2 separate regions of the Gasterosteus aculeatus genome follow, and region 1 is linked to region 2. Evidence: chromatin contacts called from public Hi-C data. All regions are on one chromosome and are shown on one strand. Each heading gives the region's core, a stretch centred on a gene start, on an enhancer-like site or on the middle of the called end of the contact. The rest is flanking DNA. Distances are from core to core; before and after follow the strand shown.

Region 1 (6,727 bases), core at 974-3,473, 34 kb before region 2:
AACTAGTGCGCCACAAAGCCACGAGAGGCCCCCGGTAAATGAGTGAGAGGGAGTGGGAACTGGGAAAAGGAGTTTGAGCTTTGTTTCACAAGTGGAGCCAGAGGTTCGGGCTTTGTCTGAGAGGTGGCCCCTGCTTGTGCTGCCTGGCACATCTCTGGTGGAGAGGGCGGCATGGGGGGGGGGGGCAGATTGAGGAGGCTAGACTAAGACAAAGACAGCGCCGTTGTAGTAGCTTGCATTGGACAGCAGATCAATTACGCCGCTGAACTGTAGGGCCCATCCTGTTTTCTTTTATGCTTTACTTTTTGGTGTGATTTTTCTTTTGATAAAGTTTTGGTTTCAACGGGTAGATTTCCAGCTGGGGAAGCTTTATTAATGCAAGTTTTTCCTGCCACCTGTCTAACATTAGATTTTTGGAGTAGTAGATGTAAAAGCTTTGATAAACTGAGATGAAAACGCTGGACGGATGGAGGACGGCTGGAGGATTGGCTTTTTTCGTTCCCAGTACGAAACGATGTCCATTATTCAAACACATGCACAAGCACACAAAAAAACAAGCACAGGCCCCAGAGGCTGCTGTCCTCCCCTGCTTGGGTTGCTAAATGTGCGGGCGATAAGGGCTGAACAGGCCCTTCCATCACCAAGACAGCTGCATTGTTTCCGGACTGCAGGGACAGCGACCGACAGGTACACGGCCGGGACCATTCGCACGCCTCGGCTCCTTGATTTACCGCCCATCCCTCCCCTTTGGGTATGCTGGCATGCAGCGTTACTCCACCCTGGGCCACGTGCTGCCTACCCAGGACAGGACGGTACAGGACCGCTATAAACGCAATGTGTCATTGAGACGTGGAATGAGATGTCCAGAGCAGGGACATCCCGTCTTCATCACCTCTTCAGAGCTTTGAGGCTGCAGGCCAGATCTTTTCGAATCGTGTGATCCTATCGGATCGGACTAGAATGAAGAGGAAAAGAGCGACAGCTGCCTCAGCCATTCAGAAGGCAAAATGGGTAAAGCGTAAAATGACACTCGACCGTGAGAGTGCTTGTGAGGTGATGGATGTATTTCTGTCCAAAAATATGAAAGATTGCTTTTAGTTTCAACGGATTGTTCAACTTTTACACCGCCGCAATAATAAAGACATTTTCTAACTCTGTTGAAACTTTGGGGAGTTGTGTTTGGAGCATTTTCAAACGGATAAATGAGCTTTATAGCAAACACTCTGGTTCTTGTGGCATTTTTTCCTGAGAAGAACAGACTCTTCACGTTGGAAGTTGGTTCGGGCTCAGGTTTCTCACCCATATGGGGGAGGCTCGTCACCAACAGGCCCAATAGAGTTTTATCCTTAGAGGCTATAAGCGACCAACTTTACGGAGAACAAAAAAAATGCATTTAAAGCGTGGATCCGTACCATTGGAGAGAGAAAGCAGAAAGAACTACCTGTATTTGAAAGCTTATTGAACAAAAGCGCAAACACTGTGTCCATAAAAGACAGTGGTTTGGAAAAGGTCCTGGCTAAATGTCGGGAAAAAACAATGGCAACTTGGAGAGGTGAGAGCACAGCAAAGTGCACGAGGACAGCTAGAAACACAAACTTTTTTTATCTAGATCATCTACATTTCAAAATGCATGATTAGTTAATAAATGATATGTTTTAAATGAAATGACAGCCCATATATATATTTATAGATGTATAAATGTATTATATATTTATAGATATGTTGTCTGAACAAATAAAACAGATAACAATAACAAAATTTGTTCAAAATACACACATGTGCACATGTTTTTATCCGTTAAATATCTTCTCCTATTTCTCTTAAGACTGAACATGCCTCTGCACCCCCGACCGACCCAAACATCTAGTCACCTCTTTTTCTTTTTTCTAAGCTTCACATCTCAAAGCCCCGGTTTGATCTCTCACTAAAGACAATGCCAGGTGTTCGTTGGTAACAAAGGCCCCATCGAGTCACGTGACTCAGAGACAGAAGAAGCAAAAGCACCTCTCATTATGACCAAACGAAGGCCCAGATTAGGACCATGCTGAAGTGGAGTGTGGAGTGGGCTCATGGCTCGGAGGAAGTACTCAACAATAATAATAATGCCCTGAGAGGCCAGGCCAGGAATAATTTTGTGAGAAAAAAAAGCCTTTGTTGTGCTCAGAGAGCGAGAGCGAGAGAGAGGGGGAGAGAGAGAGAGAGAGAGAGAGAGGGGTGGAGCTCAATTGAGACAGGAAATTCCAGCAGAAGAAGTTGGCCTGGGTCCTAACTACACAGCGCCGTGCCAACGGCTATACACAAACGCTCATGTGCATGCACACACAGTCACACACCCACTCGCAATTACCCACACAGATACTGATTTGTTCTGCAGGTCACTGTGTATGCAACCATCATGAGTGACGGAGACAAACACAAACGTGTGACTTTGAGGTTCAACAGACATGCCTTTCTGAAACACACAAAACACACCAGGCAAATCTTCCACACAGGTTTAATAAAACTTGTATGTTTAGCTTAATCCCGGCTTCCTGCACTGCACACACACACACACACACACGCACACACGCACAACATGAAACCTGCAGGTTTAGTTCGCAAGACGTCTCTTCCTCTAGGGCAGTGCATGGGCGAGTGATGGCGACAGAGGGATTAGAGGCTTACGGGCGAGCACGGAACCACTGCCACCTATGAAAGGAAGTCTCAACAAAGTGGCTCTTTACTTTTAACTGCCCTCAGGGAGGGTAAAATGATACCGTTTTTATTGATCGGGGGATTTTGGTGCGGAAGGTAAGTGGCTAAGGCCAGCGGTCGGTTTGAGCGGAACCTCATTAGTCCATGGGGCCGTGTGCAAAGGCCGCATGTGTTATGATGGAGCATTAAACACTGTGAAGACTGATGCCGTTGTTTTCCAGAGGGTCTGTGTCGGCGCTGTGAAGCGAGCACGGTGCCTGACGCTTTAACCCGTGGATCATTAAATCAGAAGGTTATATTTCAGTGTCTATTAGTCAGATTGTGACTCGGGTTAGGTATTGCACCTCAACACTTTTATAGAGCAGACCTAAATAAATCCATAGTACTTGGTATTCAAAACTGACATTACATTCATGCTAATATTAGCAATTGATCTTTGGTCAAATCCCACTTCTCAAATGCAGAATAACAATGTGAGTGAAGCGGTGGCCAAGTCTGTCCAGGATCTTATTCCATGTAAGGCAGGGTCAGTGGAGCTGGTCGGGGCTAAATAACATTGTTTTACTGGTTACGCTGAATGTTAGGATGTAGATAAATGGTTCTAAAACGTTACTTTTCTATTAAAAAAAAGAATCTGTTGTTAACAGTACATAACGTTGGCACATAATTACGTTAGCGGGGCTATTACTGTTTTGTTAAGGCAAAAGGTTAAGTTCTTGGGTTCAAACAATGTTTGATCTTTTTTGCTCTTATACTGTATCTGCAGAAACCGGTTTTTATGTTTGTATTCCTCAGTAAGGTACTAAAACACAGGGACTGCACCATCCCTAGCAATGAACCAATATTTATCTGGTTTTGGAGCAAAACACAATTCCCACTATACCCTAATGGGAGCATATACACGTTCAAGCAACTCTGGGAATTTGAAGATTGTATCTGAGGGCCGAGTAAGTACAATACTTAATCTCGGTTTCTGTTCTCCACCAACTCCAGAGAATAAAATCAGAACAAACGCGATACGAAGATGGCCTTGTGCCTGTGTTTATATTCCGTTGCTATGACACCCTCATCTTCCCCCCCAGATGTGTTGTATCACTTTGTAGGGGCTGTTGTGAAGCTGCCCGGGCCTCTGCTGCCGCTGCTCCCATCCCGGTGTGTTTACAGATCCCACTCGCACCCAGCTGGCCTCTCTCATCTATAATCAGTCTCTGTCAAATCTGCAGGCCGGTCTCGGCCAATCACTAGTCTCCGCGTCAACCCCAGAAACCCACCACCAGTATGATCCATCACCTGGGCTAAAAGGTGCTGCACCGCCTCTCCTAATTGTTCTAAAGACTGAGTACTACCAAGACCTTATCTCACCTGGGTTGCCAGCAGCTGGTTTTACTAATGTGAAAGAGATACTAAGGGGGGCGTGGGAGGGGGGGACTAAGGAAAGTAGCATAACAAAAAGGAACCCTTGCTTCTGTCAGATGTTCGCAGCTTTTTCCTTTAAAAAATGTCTAAAAAGCTCATGGTGTTTTTATGATCTCTTGCCTCTGAGAAACATTATTCAACCAAAAACACAGATAACAAAGTTCCAAGGCTTTCATCATGGAAATGGTGCTATAACCAGCTTGTGTCCAGCATCAGTACCCTGGCGGAGTGGTGGGCATTTAGCAGGGGAGGGAGTATCCTTCATGTGTGATGCCAGCGTACAGGTAGCCTAGCTTAGCGAGCCTCTCCTTGTGGCAGGCAGCAGGGCCTCTGTGAAGACTGATGACGTGTCGGGATAATCAGCTTCCCGTGCAGACTTCTGATTTATGACTTCAGAGTACGGCTGTAGGGCTGATCAAATAATGAATGCATTGGGTTTCTTCTCGTTGCGCCACTGATAATTCCAATTCGGAAGGATGCGATGAATGAGATAAAACCCCGGCCCCAGTTGGAGAGGGTCAATTGTGCTGCACAGAGTGGAGTGGTTCTAGAAATGCAGTGATGTATATCATATGCTAATCCCATTCATCAAAACCACACATCGAAAAAAATATAGCTTGTGTGACTTCAGTCACTTCATCTGTTCCTCATTCAGAGAAAGCATTGGCTCGCCACTTTCTGGCAAGTGTAAACGCGCCAGATCGAGCCAAGTCACTTCAAACGACGGGAACTCGGGGTCCTCCTCAGTCTTCCAGGAGCCCTTTGACCTGGGAGACACAGCTGACGGAGAAGCTGCCAGTTCACACAAAGAGCGTCCCCAGCGCCCTATGACGGCATCTTCAGCACTGGCTTAGCATTCCGCATCTGTGACTTGAAACCAGAGCTATTTTCTCAAGGGGAAAGGCAGAGGAAATACCCAAAACAGCACACAATGTGAGGGAGAGGGAGGGATTGCACATCAATCTAAAAGCCGTCTCAGTTGGGGGTCACTGCGAGGTGAGAACCCCCCCCCCCTTGGGAGAGACGGTTCTCCAGGCCCAAGCAGGAAGCCAGGGAGTATCCTGGATGGACCTGGCCTGGTCTCCATCAAACTGCCCCGCTGAGTCTTTCATTGCAATGGGCTTTCTCACAGAATCCACATTTTCCCATTTTTAACACCAACTGTTCCAAGACACAGATGGATTGATATGAAAAAAACGCCCTGGTTGAATTAGAGTTTGAAACCTCTCTAAAAACACGTGGCCCATTTCAGACTTAACTGTAGGACACAGCGAACACCCCTCCACTTCATGTCTGTTTGCATTACAAATCTGACAAAGTATTGTAAAAGTCCGGCGACGGGTGAGAATAAACCATGTACCATCAAAACTGGGGCTAACTTGCACTTGTTTATATTCGGCAACAGTTAAATTAAAAGGTTGACTCTTTCTAAATAACTGTAAACATCCTCTGATTGTTACTGAAGCTCAGTCAAGGGTTGATACTTTTAAAGCTGGAAATAGATTTTGAGGAGATCAAGACCAGCTCAGCCGACTGTTGGTGGCGTTCAGAACACACGGCAGAGACATCTTCAGAGCAGGCCCCTGGTCTCTCAGGTCATCTATCCCGATAAGATAGAGCGTTGAGACTGAGCTACACACACACACACACAGCAAAAAATACTTTGTCTGGCCTCTTTCTCCAGGGCAGAATTGAGGTTGGAAACCCTCTTACTCTGGGACTGTTTTAAAGCACTAACAAGAAACCGCAGTGAAGCAGGTCAGAAGGCCTCTGACCACCTGTCTGTCTGACTGTGCTGCCTCACTCTTTCTCTGTAGGTCAAGTGGTCGATTCTAGTCCATGTTTTGCAAGGAGCAGAAGGAGTCTATAGTGTTTGCCATATGTGGTATTTTTGTTCCCATATTAGCCACAGAAACCGACCCCCTCCTTACGTTAAGATATTCAGAACGGCTTTCAATAATAATAACCCAAAAGAGTTAATATTACAGTGTTTGACTTTAGAGCCTCGTCGCCGTGCTTTCTAAGTGTATTAACATCAATACTATCAATGATATCAGTGTTGTGATGCAAAATTGCACCAACTTAAACACTGCATGTCCTTGGATCTGTAATACACTCGCCAAGTGTGAATCGGGCACAGTTGGGCACAGCTCAAAATATGTGAAGGACACATACGAACATACAGGCAGAAATTCCTTGTTTTGTACTTGGATGTCATGACATTGACCCACAAAGTGAGTTAACACAAAGTAATCCCTCCCATTTGGACTAAATTGCAAGTTATCCGGTATATGGCAATGCTTTGTATTTGTGATAGGCAACAGAATGAAATCAGACCAAGTGTAGAACAGCATTACCTGCCCATATACTGCTGCTGACTTGTTTTCCATCTGTTGTTGTTTCAGCTAAGTGTACTCTGTTTTCAGAGAAACTTCAGAGAAAGGTCAACGGTCTGAACAAGTGCAAAGACCATTTTATGAATTAGAGACCACAAACTATGGGATACGCTAGGCCACAAATCCAGACACAAAGGCTCACTTTTCTGATGCAAAACTGCAGACAAGCTTTTGACCTTAACGCTGAATGGCATTAATCAACGGTTTATTCATTTCCAGGT
Region 2 (7,533 bases), core at 4,972-7,471:
AGTAGAAGTGCTTGTGATAGCTGACGGTCTGTGGTCGTGCATTGCTCGGCTCATTCAAGTCAGCTGCCATAACGTCCAAGCAGGATCTGGGACTGTTGGTGATGGGGGGGGGGGGGGGGGGGGGGGGGGCGACTCCCCGTGGAGTTGTATGCGTGTTGCACCTGGACATGCCACTAGCAGCTGTCAGAGGGCATCACCAGGTGAGATCCTTTGCTATGGAACCACCTATGAATCTTTCTTCCACCATTTCAGCGTTTACCTTCTGGAATAAAACCACTCAGCCAGAGTTTAGCCATGTTGAATTTGAATCTTGAGCATGATGAAGAAAAGGGCGGAGGTCACTGAGGTGACGTGTTATGCAGCTGACATTCAAGTAACCAGGATCCCTGATGGATCAACCGACTGCAGGATGACAAAGAAAAGGAGGTTTAACCACCTTTGGATTGTTTGTGAGGATGAATATCTCTCTGAAAACACTGAACATATCACACGTTCATGGAGAAACTATTGCAATATAATGCTACATTATAGACAACATATTTGTTAGAATTGGCAGGAGGAGACACTAAATGACGGAACTAACGTTAATAGATGTTGCAAAAAAATTACATCATACAAGCTCCACACCTTCCACAATGAGAAACAGAATAGACTTTCTGCTGCTTTCTGTCCACATCCGTTTTTATTTTCCTGGAATGCCTTGCTAGGCTACGACCACCTGTTCACAGCCTCACATCACCAGCGCTCGCATGTGAAAACGACCTAGTGCAAAAAGGCGGCCCAGCACGCAACCAGTGCGGTTTTCATCCCACTTTTCCTTTAATGAGCGGATCACAAAACATGAACAAACCTCCTTTTGGCCCGCAGCCTGAGGTAGAAGAAGAGGGAGAGAGAGAGAGGAGACAACGATGGCAGCAACAGACGTATTGCGAGGGAGAAGGGGGAGAAGGTTGCGGGGCTTGTTGCTGAAGATAACCACATGTCTCTAAACCCAAGCTCAACGCAGACTTCTATCTGAGAGGAGACTGTGGCCTGGCACTGAGTCAGCACGATTCTGGAATCCAATATCTCCCATCATGTGGAAACGAAAGGAAGGAAGCACAGGAGCCCTTGCTCTTGAGGCTACATAGACTTTGTAGCTATGGGAGGGCGTAGCATAGATCATAACTCGTTACGCGCCCCCCCCCAAAGTTAAGAGCACAAACAGATCCCAGCTCCCTCCTCTCTCTCTCTGTACTGTTGGCCTCTGCAACGACCCGATCTCTGCCTCTGCATCAGATTAAGGCCCGCGCAAACATCGCGGACAATACGGCATTGTCCTCAGGCCGGTGTCACTGGATCTCCATTGCTCACAGTCGCTGAGCAAAGCTCGCTGGGTCGTTTGATGAAGAAGGGTTAATGATACAGTGAGGGGGGGGGGCATCGCGATCCTACTGTCCGCCAACAGCTGATCCACTTCATACAAACCGTCAATTTCAAACATTTATATTCATTTTGATAAAGAATGCTAGGCAACCACTACATCGAAGGAGGAAAGAATCATGTAAGCGAGCCGTAAAGTCAGAAAAACAAATGCCAACCCGAAAGAGTCAATACATACAAAGATGGCTTTTAATGTCAGCATGGCGAGCCCTGCAGCGGAGCAGGTTTTGGGCGATTGGCTGCTCAATAACGATCCTTGCACATTCTTATCCTGGACAACAACTGTAACAGTAACAAAAGCAACCCATATTCAAACTGATATAAGACTTAAAAAGGTAAAGAACTGCTCTCATATCATCTTATTAAAGACAGTTGCTTTGTTTACTTGATTGGAATACAAGTATAAAGTACATTTTTGGTTGATTGACTAGTTCCACACTGGTTTGTTGGTCCTCCACTAAGATGCAATAACTCTCAACGTGAACTAAAGTCATCCCCCCGTTTTTTTGCCATTCATTAACAAGTGTTTTAAGCACATTTTGAAGACTATCGTAATATTGTTTTTGCCAAGATAACTGACACTGTGCTGTTGTACCAAGCCTACGTACAAAGAAAAAAGTAAACAGAAATGAGTTGCAATCATCAGTTCCTCTCATTCCTCTCATTATGGTTTTCCAAGACCAAAAGATATTCAGTTTACTTACATAGAAGACAGAAAATCAGCCCACAGTGCACATTTAGCAAACTGGAAATAGGGAATGAAACGCAAAACAATGACTGGATTAACAACAGTTGCGACCGGAATCGACTAATCATTCAACCTGGAAGACTGTGAGAAGTAAGGCCTAAAGAGACTAGTGAGAGTAAAACAACAACCTGTCCCTTTCCATTGTCTGTGGAGTTTATCTTGTGTTGAGATAATGAAATTAGCTTCACCACCCCCCACCTCCTACAAATGAAGTGACCTCCCGTGACCTGGGCAGGGTTCCCCCTGAAGACCCCAAAGCTACCACGGCCATTGTTCTTTTGTAAGCCGATAGACAATGATGAGGTTCCCGCTGAAATGCTTTTGGGAAACTGGGTTTCCGAAGAGTCAGTATGTGAGTCAAGGAGTGTGTGAAGAGTTGGGCCAGGATGCAATGAGGAGATCTTTGTGTGGCGTGTTGGTGATGACACATCATGCATCACACAGAGTACACTGTATACAAGACTCGATCTGCTTAAGCTCTCCTCCCTTTTGAAGATATTGGAGCTGGCTGAGTTCCTCGTGCTTCCTTTTCTGCAGTTTGAGAACAACAGAGGCCCCGGCATAGAAGGACCGTTGTTAAAACCTTGCTGCACGGCTTGGAACTACAGTTTTCCTGAGACAACCAGTTTCCGCTGCAGTTCTGCAGTGATTGATGAGGTCAATCGGCCTGTAATGAGCTTGTCAGTAACTTTACCGTACAGCCATTAAAATGGCTTGTTAAATGCACATTGGCTCTGCGCCAGTCATGTGTGTTTTTTGGGGCTTTACGCCGCCAATGTGTTCTTTTCACTGCAGGGGTACAATCCAGCCTGATCTCACTTTCTGTTCTGGGAATTGGAGTGCCCACTCCTAGCCGCTGTAGTGTAGGAAGGGTGGGTTGGGGCAAAAAGGGGGGTTGGAAAAGTGTAACCCCAACGGAGATATGATGGGAACCTATTTAACCTCACACACTTGAGGGAAAATGAACAGGATGCCTCAAGGGGAGAGAAACAAAGGCCGCTAAAACAAGCGGGGATTGTCCAGCAGGCGTTCCCCATGCCGAGGCAAAAGAGATGGGATTCAGTGAAGGGCTCTACAGAGGAGTGTGAGCGGCCATCTCTCTCCAGCTCTCCCACTCCTCCCTCCGTCTGAAGTGGACGCTGACTGTGAACGATGGCTGTGGCGTCGCCCGACACACGGCTGCCTTTTACAGGCCCCTAAATGGCCATTAAAGTCTCATCAATTCATCCCTACACATGGGTAAGATTCAACCCACAATGCACCTTCCTCCGTGTGGAGGAGACGCCGTCATCTTCATGTCCTTGATAAAGCTGAAGCCAAAATACGGTTTTGTGCGTCCGTCTTAACAGTGTGAAATATTCAACACTTTCTCACTTCCGACTTGTCACTGTCTGTTTGCAAAGAAACTACAATATTAACTACAATACTACACCACCCAGGAACATCAAACGTTCGCTCTGTGGGCGTCGTAAGAAGCCACTCCACTATGGGAGGCGTAAATAATCCACTGCTTAACACCAATGGGCCAATGTGAGGAGAAAGGAGGTGCAGCGACACAACTGATTGACACAAAATGAACCCAGAAGCACCTTGATGAGCCAACTGCTCATGAGATGAATGATGACTGCTAACAGCAGAAGGTTTAGGGCCACGTCCACGCAGTGGTATTTAGGGTGAAGGCCGCAGCTCCTCTTCATCTACAACCACTAAACAGCGCAATCACTTTTTGCCAAAGCAAAACCCCTAACCCCGACCTGCCACATCCCCCCACAGGCGCCTTTTTCTTACGGCCGCCATTGTGAGTGGACAGGCTGCCCAATGCCTTCGTCGGTACAGTATACAGCGAGTGGGATCAGGGAAATGGGGGGATTTTTTTCTTTTTCCAACTTTTCTGAGTTTACTCAGCAGGAGTAGGTGGTTGTGGTGGGTGAGGAGGAATGGGGGGGGGCTCCTCCCCCTCCTCAGAGTCACTCTGACTTCACCCGCTCCTCCAACCCTCCTTTCTGTCCCTGTACGCTAGACTTCATCGGTATTTGCTTTCAAAAGAGAGCTGTACCCCTCCCCACCCCTCAAACTCCTCCTCCTTGGTCCACACACACACACACACACACACACACACACACACACACACACACACACACACACACACACACACACACACACCTTTTCCAGTATTTGGTTCATTAAATTTGGTGCGAACTTTCAGAAAAGAAGCAAAAAGAAAAAGAAAAAGCGGGAGGCAGATCAATAAAGTGAGGCCTGTGCACAGAGGCGATGTGTGAAAACGGGGGCTGAAGCAGCGGACAACAGGCACACAGGCCTGGGGAGATGAAAGTGACATGGCCACTATGGGTCTCCCCCTGAATGAGCTGAATAGGCTCATCCATTCTTCGCTCCTTTCACTCTCCGTCGGCCCTAACTGTTGGAACTCTTCATTCCTCACAATGGCCAAATGCACTAAAACTTTTTCTTTTTTTTTCTCATGCAAATCAGCTCGGCTGTGACCGGGGTTGTCATCATGTGAAGCGGAAAATACACATGCACAAAAGTCTCGGCCGGTTTAAAACATGCATATTATTTGAAACATTTTCCAAACTATTCCTTTTTTTTAACAAGATGAATTCTTCTTAATCTTAACTCATCATTTTGAAAACACATTCCAACTTCACAACTGATTTTTTCTTTAAATATTAAAAAAAAAAATCCAAGGAGGGGAGTCCAGCATGTTTGCAAACAACTCTGTGTTATTTTGGAAAAGCTTTAAGAAAAAGGCCAAAAGAAGCGGCGGCAGAAGTGAGACTAGAGCGCACACATGAGTTTGGAGATCATTAGCAGCGCCCGTTAGATGGAGGAAAAGCCAACAGCAAATATGGCTGCTTAAGGGCCCCACAAAGGCGTCAAGTGTTTGTTGACTGCTCAGGCTGCAGAGCAAACAGTCAACTTTGAATCTTTCAACAAGAAGTACACATCTCCCACAGGCCGGTCCCGGGCCCACGGGCCCACGTCCCCACGCGGAGACTCCTGCTCGGTGCTTCTTTGCTTTGTGGCGTTAAGAGATTAGAAAGCAAAGGTCTCCGAAATGCGTAATGAGCCTAATGGTTTTATCAGTTTCTTCCATTCACAGAAAGGTGGAATGATGGAAACAGATGTTGTAAAATATTTATTTTAATTGGATTTAGATTGTGAGATCCCGCTCAGTTCACTTGAGTGGAAAACCATTAGAACGGTCACTGGTAGAACTATTAAAAGCTTCTGCGGGAGGCGCCGAGCTCCCCGAACGCATCTCCTCCCTTGATGGATCGAGTTGCAGGACGAAACATTTCTAGGATTCCTGTGTCAGATAAGTTCAAAGTGCAAATGAGACGTGAAGCCGCTGACACGCGGGGCGACACAGAACATGAGAGCAACGGGGGAGGAGAGCCCCGGTGAAACGCTGGCAAACACACCAAGTGAACACAAGCGCACGGGAGGGGGCCGCGGCGCAAACCCAGCGGCGCTGTCAGCGTCGCGCTAAAGTGCGCTTACCTTTCCGCCGCGTCTTGCTTTCACTTCCCAACCGCCCCAGGCTCTTTTATGGGGTCCGAGGAAAACTTTGCCCTGGAGTGGGGGGGGGGGGGGGTCCCGTAGACTAGGAGCGGACTGGCACCGCGGGGGGGAGCGCGACGTGCAGACGAGCCTCTCCGCACTCCATGAACCGGGTCGCGGGCGGAAGTTTTGGAGCCGCTCAAAGTTCGCTCTGTGCGCCGCGGAGCCGCTTCGGTGCGCGAGTCGAGTTCAACTTTTTCTTACAATCCATCTTCTCCCATGACGCGCGTGTTTGTGCGCGCTTCAGCCAACTAACGTGAAGCGTTCACGCCCCAGGCTTGTTGCCGGGATTCTTTCTTTTCTCTGCGCGTGAAAGTTTGGGAGTAAATGCGGTTTGGCTTCAGTCGGCAGTTGTTGCAGAGGCATGCGGTGGTGTGGAGATCTCCAGGCTGCTGAACTGTTTTCAATCTCCCCCCTCACCCTCTATCTCCTCCCCCCTCTTTACCATCTCCCCCCCCCTCCCTCACTCCCCCCCTCGCTCCCTGGTGAGTTGGGCCATTTGCCGCACCAGATGGGCCCGGCTAACTCTTTCCAGCAGTTGCAGATAAAGTTTCATTCATAGTTCGGTTGTTTTTTCTTCTTTCTTGACGCAGGTTAGCGCACAAGTCCCGTCGCATTGGATTCAGAAGGAAACGCAAAGAGTTGCATTGGAAAAAAAAAAGAGCTCGCGCAGCTCGAGTTGTGTTGCTTTTGTGCGGTGATTGTGTGAGTGGGTGGACAGATCGTCAACACAACCAACCATCACATCCAGACCTCATGGTTCCAGCCAGCGGGGGACACACAACGATGTCCGTGATTCAGAGGCTTTATTCCCATGCGTCCTCCTCTGGTGTGGATCCTTTCATTCAGCATTTATGATGCCATTCATGTAGATTCCATATAGAAAGTCAGCCCGACTTTGCTAGACGGGCGTTTTAAATGCTCGTTTGCTGTTTTTATTTTTGTATTAATTGTCTTTTTTTTTTTTTAAAGAAAAAGAGAAAATGAGCTGCGCGCTGTGTGTGAACGACGCGTTTATCATTTCAAGATAGATAGAGCTTTTCATTTACAGTTAGTATTTAGTTATTTACTCTTAAGTAGTATTGTTTAATTGTTTTGGTTTGATTTAATTCAATGTTTCCTGTTTCGGTCAATTAAGTTTAATTTTGTGTCGTTATTTAAGTGTGCGTAGTTTTAATAATTAGTTGGATTATTATTTGGGTAATATTGTGGGCACCTGGAGGAAATTAAGCGCACAGCCAGGTGTAGGACCGGCATGCACCGGGGGAGCTACGGTTGTCCTGCTTGGTCAATCCGCTGACTTGCTGCGTAAAAGGGACGAAGTAGCGGTGCATCAGTGGCCCTTTGATTCAACTTGTTTATTGAGCCCAAAGAAAAATGTGTGAACGTTCTAAAACACACTAAAAAACCTTATTAGATTATCGAGAGTCCAAGTGTCTCACAGTGCTTCATTCTGTCACTCCAATTCATCAAAACTTCTTTTGTGTGTCTGTCACGTTTCACATAAATATTTAAATACCAATGTACTTGGGATCCTGGAGGACTGCTGTCAAAACAAAACGTATTATTATTATAATCCAAATCGGAATCGGAATCCGCTCTATTCGCCACGTATACTCGTGCATACATGCAATTTGACCCTGGTTACATGCAAAGACACAGTATATTTCATAACAAGAAATATACACAATAAAAAGACATTAAAAAAAAAGTTTTTTTATGACCATACGATATATGAATAACTATTGAAAAGTAAATATAGTGTCACAAACAGCGAC

Evidence for each region. Hi-C and Micro-C count contacts between places; a contact is called where the count stands out from the background.
Region 1: a Hi-C map of whole body shows a contact between it and region 2, with 2.6 times the contacts expected there. The contact joins the enhancer-like site here to the promoter of gli2a in region 2. A contact is called at or near these places in 4 of 6 Hi-C or Micro-C datasets (skeletal muscle, tail fin and whole body).

What each region holds. Positions count from the first base shown.
Region 1 is chr16:1,960,462-1,967,188 of fGasAcu3.hap1.1, reverse strand. The region is part of intron 2 of gli2a (GLI family zinc finger 2a); the gene reads right to left. Among protein-coding and RNA genes, the nearest start is that of gli2a, 33 kb to the right of the region's middle. Within about 2 kb of position 2,223, at least 7 of the 9 cell types and tissues checked have open chromatin away from gene starts, as enhancers often do.
Region 2 is chr16:1,929,460-1,936,992 of fGasAcu3.hap1.1, reverse strand. gli2a (GLI family zinc finger 2a) reads right to left here and starts at 6,221. Exons shown (of 14, transcript XM_040201991.2): 1 at 5,696-6,221.